Linked DNA regions of Rattus norvegicus: all the other regions are linked to region 3. Evidence: chromatin contacts called from public Hi-C data. All regions are on one chromosome and are shown on one strand. Each heading gives the region's core, a stretch centred on a gene start, on an enhancer-like site or on the middle of the called end of the contact. The rest is flanking DNA. Distances are from core to core; before and after follow the strand shown.

Region 1 (2,700 bases), core at 70-2,569, 180 kb after region 3:
CTAAATGGACTCATTCATTACTCTCTCTCTCTCTCTTTCTCTCTCTCTCTCTCTCTCTCTCTCTCTCTCTCTCTCTCTCTCACACACACACACACACACACACACACACACACAGAGGCAGGCACATATACACACATATGCATACAATCATATACACATGCATGCCATGTTAAAGGAGTGGGGGACATATTAGAGTTTGGGAGGTGTAGGGAGCATGGAAATAACACAAATACAATACTCATATAGGACAGTCTTTAAAAACACCAAAATTTGTAAAAGAGTGAGAACTTTGAATTACTTTCCCCCACCATACTGAAGACTGACTCTGGGACTTCCCATTTATAGACAAACACCCTACCACTGAGTATCTTTATTTTGAAACAGTTTCATTACATTGTCTAAGTAGCTTTTGAGCTCACATTGTTGGCAGCTTCAGCATCCCAAGAAGATTCTACCAGCCTAAGCCATGAGGTCCGCATGTCAAAAAATATCTCTGAAAAGTGAAAGGGAACGAGGGAAACAGGAATAAGAGGAGGAAACTGAGAGAAAAGAAGATAGTTGGCTCAGATCTGCCTACAAGTTGTAGGCCTGCCTGGGCACCAGAGGTGGCTATGATGAGCCTAGATAATTTAGTGAGACCTTATTTCAGAATAAAAGTAAAGAGAGGGCTGAGGCAGTAGCTCAGTGGTAGAGTTCTTGCCAGGCACGCATGTGCCCTGCCCAGTACTTTAAGATTGTAGTTCCATTAATTTTACTTTTGGAGGCAAATTACTGGAAACATAAGTCTTGTGGAAACACAAGATTAGAAATGTGCTTATATTGATCATCAACCGAGTGTAACACTGGAAGACACTTAAAATACACATTACATTGTAGGTCTTTAATATTTGCAAATGGGAACAATCAAGAAGTCATATACATATTGCACAAACACCTACTCCCATTAACCTTGCAAAATAGGAATCAGAACTATTATCAGATGAAGAAGATCTAGGTTGGCTTTTAGTAAAACTTGCATTACTGAGCTTCCTAAACAACAACAACAACAAAAATAGACAAAGCTGTAAGTTTATAGAGATAGAAAGAAAAACATGCTGGTGCTAAGGAAGTTTCAAATAGATTCCAACATTTATTTGGGGCAACTGTTTCCCAGGAATGAATTGCTTCACAAGAATGAGGTCAAACACACTGGATAGTTCTCTTGAGGCCTTTTCTATTCAAAGGGCTTTCAAAATGAAATGGGAGTGGAGGAAGAGGCTAGGCTATGATGCTTCCCTGAGCCAAATGCACTCTCAAAGCCTGAACATCTGTTTCAGTTTACATAGCTGAAGCCTGACATTGCACATGGAAATTAAACCCAGGCACCGTGCCGAAAACGCAGCCTGTCTGCAAAAGAGCCACATGCCCTATCTACAGCTGGAATGGGTAGAAATTCACCTCCTACAGAGCATAATATCCTGTGAGCCACCAGTGACCCCACTCTCAAAACCTAAATGTCACCAAACACCATTCTACCTCTCATGAAACTTTTATGGTAGAGAGAGAAAGGCCAGGAAGGAGTATTTGGTTATGATGTGGAAGCACTATAGAATTTAAGATACTTTCCTCTAGAAAGGGAATTTAAAAGCCAAGTATCTAATTTCATTACTTTAGACTAAGAAATGCCAACTCTATTTCATTCTACCAAGTTTCTTCATTAATTAGGTAGATAAATAGAATACTTTTCTGCTTGACAAAATATGCAAATCTTCAAAAATAATCATGTGCCTCTGCTGCCCTCGTGTGGTCATATTGTGTCCCTACAGCTGTAGTTTAAGAATTTAAGCAGTGGCTTCGTTTATGAAGCCTTTTTTTTTTTTTTTTTTTTTTTTTTTTTTTGCCTCATATTTCAGATAAGAAAGAACGATTAAGAACTTGAAAAATATTATTATTCACAGATAATTTGTGTACAATAGTAAGAAGTAGTAAACAGCACAAGAAGACCTTATTATCTGGGTCAAAACATGAGGAAATCGAGTAATGTGTACCAGTTCAAGAGTTAACTGAAAAACTGGAAGGCAATGAGCCACTATCCATCGAAAGTATTTTAATGTTGTGAGCAGAAACTAAGTAGGTTTGAAAAAACACAGAAAAGAACTGATAAGCTGCATACCCTGGGGAGAGGCTGCAATGACTGGTAAACGGAAGGGAGTCATGCAGGTTGCAAAGTAAGGGCAGACATCTCCAGTCATCATAGAAGTTTATTAAATCAAGGAAAAGAAAAGGAATTATAATGGTAAATCAAAAGAGTTTATGGCCGACTTTTACTACGCCTAGTCACAGAAAGGCAACATGTATTTATTTAATAGTAGACCTACTCCCTTGGTCACATAAGTATCTACGAATTTACATAAAAATAATTTATCTCCAAAACTGAAAATAATCTAGTAGGTCACATTCTCTACTCCTTCTCTCTTAGTAGGCAATTTAAATCTACAGAGCCCTTAAATCAAAGAAAACCAGCCAATGACCACACTCCACCAGAAGAAATGGTAAATAATATGTTTAAAAGGCTAAAGGGGGGGGGGTGAGCAGATGAGAAACCTTCTCTTGGCATTTTACTGAGGTACAAGTCCTGTTCTGACAAGGTACACTCAGAGAGTGAGAGCTTCACAGAAAAACAACAACAACAACAACAACAACAACAACAATAACTCTAAA
Region 2 (2,700 bases), core at 184-2,683, 190 kb before region 3:
TGGAATTGCCTTTAAATATCCGTTGTGTGTTAGTCTAACACACTTTAAAATTTAAATTAATAAATGTTTAAGTTTTCTAAAACAAAATGAATGTAAACAATTTAATGAGAATCAGGAAATCATTATGTAGACATTTTACTGATAAACATAAAATGAACTATAATTAGGAATACATTAAAATATACCTTATATTTCCAATTAAACTTAATCATATAAATTCTGTGTTAAGGTAAGCAAATGTTCTGTGTATCATCATTTTCTTCCATCTGCCAGACTCCTCTCAGGCAGCACTCTGCATAAAAGTACTTGTGGATGGCCACTAGGTGGCAAACTTTAAACGTTCACATGAAGAAAAGCTACATATTCCACAAGAACTTTTTATCTCCCATGGGTTAGCAATTTGATGCACAAACACATGCACATGTATTGTGGAATGTTACAGCTGCAATAACTTGTATATGTGTTACTTTACAGATGATTCCTTAGATATTATGTGCATTTGTACTTAACGTTCCATTGAATGTTCATCTCCAGATAAGTGTCTAGTTTGTCAACATGAAGTAACCTGGATAATAATGTACTTTAAGATCAAAGACTTTTGAGTGTGAAGCAATTTGAATAATACATTGTAAACCAGGAACTTTTGATAAGAGAATCGCGGTGGTCACTGGCTTCATGAGTTTCTAACAAATTAGTATTGCTCAATGAAGTACACTTGTGCATAGATTTGGCAGCATTAAGTCATTTGTATTGCAACAATTAGAAGAGAAAAAAGGGTATTACTGGCCTCTGGTATGTAGAGCCGACAACAATCCCACAACATAAGGGGTTATCTGGATCAAGACTTTTATACTGTTGAGTTTGAGAAACCACACACTGTATAGTGTCAATGATCTGTATTGTTCGATAATAATAAAACTGCAATGAGTTTTATAGCACTCCTTATTGTGACAGTAAAGACCTCAATCCAGCAAACACCTCCAAGGAGTATTGTGTCCTGAATCAAAATCTTCTACCTATCGGTATTCTGTGGTGTGCTTGTAGCTAGAAATTAGTGATATTTATACCAAGGCAATCAGCAAAAGTTACAAATCAGAAGAAGAAATTAAGGAATGCTAATTATTAACCTGCCATCACATATCCCTCCACTGCTAGGACTATCAGAGTAATGTATTCATACCAGAAAATGGGTAGGAAAGATTGTAGGAGCTAGAGGGGTCAAGGGCACCAGGAGAACAGAGTCCACAGAATAAACTAAACAGGGCTCACAGGGGCTCAAAGAATCTAAAGCAGCAACCATGGATCTTTAATGGGTCTGCACTGGGATATCTGCATACCTGCTGTGGCTGTTTAACTGGGGTTTTCTGTTGTTGTTGGACTCTGAACAGTGAGAGTGGGAGCATCTGACACTTTTGCCTGATTGTGGAACATTTTTCCTCCTACTGGATTGCATCATCCAGCCATAGTATGAGGGGTTATGCCTAGGCTTATTGCATTTGTTATGCTTTGTTCAGTTGATATCACTGGGAAGGTGCTCTTTTCTGAAGGAAATAGAGGAGTAGATTTTGGGACGGGGGGAGTTGAAAGGAGGAGGAGGAGGAGATGGAAGAAGAGAAGAAGAGGAAGCACAAGAAGAAGAAGAAGAAGAAGAAGAAGAAGAAGAAGAAGAAGAAGAAGAAGAAGAAGAAGAAGAAGAAGAGGAGGAGGAGGAGGAGGAAGAGGAGGAGGAGGAGGAGGAAGAGGAAGAGGAAGAGGAAGAAGAGGAAGAAGAGGAAGAAGAGGAAGAAGAGGAAGAAGAGGAAGAAGAGGAAGAAGAGGAAGAAGAGGAAGAAGACGACGGTGCCCATTGTAGTTGACCTATGCTCTTTTAAATAACTACTTTCCATTATTTTTATATCCACACACAGAATTATATCTGATCAACATTCTCTACCATGGGACTAAGATAGAAAACAACTATCTCAGTATGAAAGACAAAAAGGGAGAGCGGCTGGAGATTAGATTCATTGTTTTCTAACTAGGAATTCTGAATGTGCAATCATTACTTCCATAGCAACTTCCATGTATACATTGGGCAGTGTCATCAAATATATATAATGTACAAGTACATTGGCAAAACAGTCTTTTTTGTGTGTAACCACCCAGACCCCACCCAATAGAATTCAACTTCTGCCTGTCATTTTCATTCTCTAGTGACCCCTGAAGAGCTAAAAGCTTTTAAACTACTAATACTGTGAAGTAAGTCAGTGGGACAGCAATGGAGAGTGTGCGACAGAATGAAAGAATATCATTTCTTCCCCCACATGTGGTCCCAACTTGCTTGGGGGCACTGACATTCACCTATAGGCCTCCAAATCCCATCCCTACCCTAATGACAGCTCCACTGTAGAAGTGTCCCATTCTTGGTGAAATATGTAAAGGTCTTTTAAGGAAAATAGCAGCAAGTATTCATAATTGTGTGACCTAAAATATATTCTACTCACATAAGTCCTGCACGGCCCCCTTGCTTATCTGTTTCTTCCACTTACATACTGACAAAAGCACATTTAAACAGCTAAACTTCCACTGAGAATTGAATTTTAGTAGCTACAATTAGATATAAAAAATAAATGACATTAATATTTTTCTAAATAAATAATAGCCATAAAATTTAATTCAGTCATTCAAAATAGGAAATACCTTCTATTTTAGAGGGAAATG
Region 3 (2,700 bases), core at 139-2,638:
CTATAGGTCTCATTTATTTCTAGTTCCTCAGCTGGCAAATATGAAAAGCACTCCAGTAGTAAAAGACGAAGAAATAACTTACATTGGATGGAAAATGTTAGGAAAGTGCGGGCTAGACAATTCTGAGTCACTTCTGAGATAGCTAATGGAATATGGACTCCAGTCCACTCATTAAAGTGTGGGTTGAAACGTTGCTTTATTTTTCAAGAATTTCCATGGGAGGCACTTGGAGAGAAAAACAGGAGGTAGTCATACTAGACTGCAGCCAGAAAAGGACCTTTGAGAGCAGTGAGATACTGGCACAAACAAGATACTCCACAGCACAGACAGAGTTGGTGGGATCAGTGATTTTAGACGGCTTTGTGTCACTATTTGAACAGTAAAATGCCGTCTTTAAAAACTTCCTCTAGGTGAGTAAATGTTGCTTATAAGTTACTTTTCATTCTCTTCCAAGTTTATAAATAAAGCAGAGGTTGTCTAAAATTAAAAATATTAGATGTCTCTATTTCTTGCAAAGAAGAAAATTATTCTTAAATAGGGAATAGTTTTAGACTCACAGTTTTCTTTGTAAGAATTATTAGCTTTTATGTCAACAAATGAACACAGACAAAATAAAGTTTAAAAAGACCACTTAACTATCAGATATTACGTTAGATTAATACCCAGATACCTAATATTTGCTTCATGGGAAAACATGTCTAGTACTCTCCAAGCAATCCTCCCCAATTAGACAAGTGTCAACTCCATCTGGTGAGAACACATGGTAGAAAGAAGACAGTGCAAATCCTAGTACTTTCACACACTAAAGTTGCAAAACCTCTAAAAAGAAAAAAATAGCATCTAATGCCAGAGATTATGTGATAGATACACACACACACACACACACACACACACACACACACAAGCAATCCATGTTGAAGTACAATCAAACATGTGTAAAAACAGCTGCAGAAAGCATTGTTAGACCTCTACAGATGTCAAATTCACATCTTTTACTCATCTCACTGCAAAGTGTTTGAAATTGTGGGGATGCTCCGCCACTTCAAACAAATATTTTCCTTCAGCTTTGTAAATTAACAACAAATTCATTAACTTCAATTTTGCTATTTGGATTTTAAACTTATCATTCACCTAAGGATGTCCCAGATATTTCAAAGATTGTGAAATAGAGTTATATTTCACCCTTTATGAAACTATTTAACAATTTCCAATTTTGGGTACCACATACCCCAAGAGACAGCGAAAGAACACTAGGGACTTCAACAATACCCAAGAACAACTTTGTGGAAAGATCAGAAAGGAAATGATGCCCCCTGCTGTTTACGAGGTGACAAAGGCCCAGCAGGACTTGCTCTGGATGTGTGAGTCATGAACACACAGAGAGAGGCTGAGTGCTTTCCTCCAGTACTTTCCTTGCAGCACGCAGTAACACACTTATGACCAGAAGGACATGACCAAACTACTACAGACAATTCCAGCTTTTGTCTTTCTCTGCATTTTACAAAGGTGTGAACTTGCCTGTCTTGCCTTTGATCTTTAAAACATCTGAAGGTGATATGTGCTCATCAATATGATTGTGTAATAATTCAAGAGTATTGCTTGCTCTGTTTATTAGTGATGACTGCCTAGAGACAGAACAAGAACTATCTGAAGAAGTACTTCTGCCTTTGCCCAGAAGAGAAACTAGTAAAACGTGAGAAGACCAGAACTTAGAGTTTTTAAATGACCTAATATTGGTTTCATATAACTCTGAAAAGTTCATATAACTCAACATATATTTTACAATAATTGATAAGTGACATCTATACACTCCTATTGATCCAAGGTACACATATGATTAAGACTCTGAACTTAGATGACTCACGTCAAATCTCACCAGCACGAGTAGCTATTTGGGTTCAGATTGTTTGCTCGGTTTTTATGCCTGCTCTTCCTTATCCACAAAATATGAGTAACATTTGCAGCTACCTCATTAGGCCGAATAGAATACAACATAGAGATAAGGACATTTAGCATGAGGGATTAAAAGTATAAATATTACACATCATTTTATTTCTTCAAAACTCATTGCAATGATTTTTGCGAAACAAAATTTTCATAATAAAATAATTAAAATACTCAGTAACAATCAAGAGATAAATATCTGGGGCTGGAGAGTTGGCTCTGAGATTAAGGGCACCAGCTCCACGTGGCAGTTCAGAACCATCTGCAACTCCAGTTCCATTGTATTTCATGACCTTTTCTGGCCTTGATGGGAACTATGCACATGTGGTGCACAGACATACTTCCAGGCAAAGCACCAATACATAGAAATTAAAAATAAGATATTCTTCTCAAAATAGAAAAAGGATTTAAATATTTCTGAGTAGGAAAGAGCATTTTCTCTTCATAGACACCTTCATAGCTACTTTAATCAGAAAAAAATTCTTAGTGAGATATAGTTGGATAAATAACATCTCATTGTAGACTTATGTCTAATGTGCGGAGTGCAATTTCTTGTACTGTTTTCAGTCCTCAGTTTAGACTTTTCTGATGAGTGTCTGAGACTATAATGGTCAAGATTAATTTTTTCTTTTTGTACTGTCAAGGCTAGATCCTCAGGGGACACTTGGTCTTGAGAGGAACCTCAAGCTTCTCTAGCCTTCCTTTTACCAGCTGTCCATCAAATTGAGACTTGATCAAAGCCCTTGATCAGTCTCA

What was found. Hi-C and Micro-C count contacts between places; a contact is called where the count stands out from the background.
Region 1: a contact with region 3 is called in a Hi-C map of the A7r5 cell line, with 8 times the contacts expected there. The contact joins two enhancer-like sites. A contact is called at or near these places in 3 of 12 Hi-C or Micro-C datasets (the A7r5 cell line, the Rat2 cell line and Schwann cells).
Region 2: a contact with region 3 is called in a Hi-C map of mammary epithelial cells, with 6 times the contacts expected there. The contact joins two enhancer-like sites. A contact is called at or near these places in 10 of 12 Hi-C or Micro-C datasets (the A7r5 cell line, the Rat2 cell line, Schwann cells and 6 more).

Annotation. Positions count from the first base shown.
Region 1 is chr9:55,363,717-55,366,416 of GRCr8, forward strand. No RefSeq gene overlaps it. Among named protein-coding and RNA genes, the nearest start is that of Wdr75, 30 kb to the right of the region's middle. Within about 2 kb of position 1,320, at least 19 of the 93 cell types and tissues checked have an H3K27ac peak or open chromatin away from gene starts, as enhancers often do.
Region 2 is chr9:54,993,553-54,996,252 of GRCr8, forward strand. All of the region lies in intron 6 of Col5a2 (collagen type V alpha 2 chain), which reads right to left. Among named protein-coding and RNA genes, the nearest start is that of Col5a2, 95 kb to the right of the region's middle. Within about 2 kb of position 1,434, at least 3 of the 93 cell types and tissues checked have an H3K27ac peak or open chromatin away from gene starts, as enhancers often do.
Region 3 is chr9:55,185,878-55,188,577 of GRCr8, forward strand. The region is part of intron 1 of LOC134480367 (a long non-coding RNA gene); the gene reads right to left. Among named protein-coding and RNA genes, the nearest start is that of Col5a2, 97 kb to the left of the region's middle. Within about 2 kb of position 1,389, at least 7 of the 93 cell types and tissues checked have an H3K27ac peak or open chromatin away from gene starts, as enhancers often do.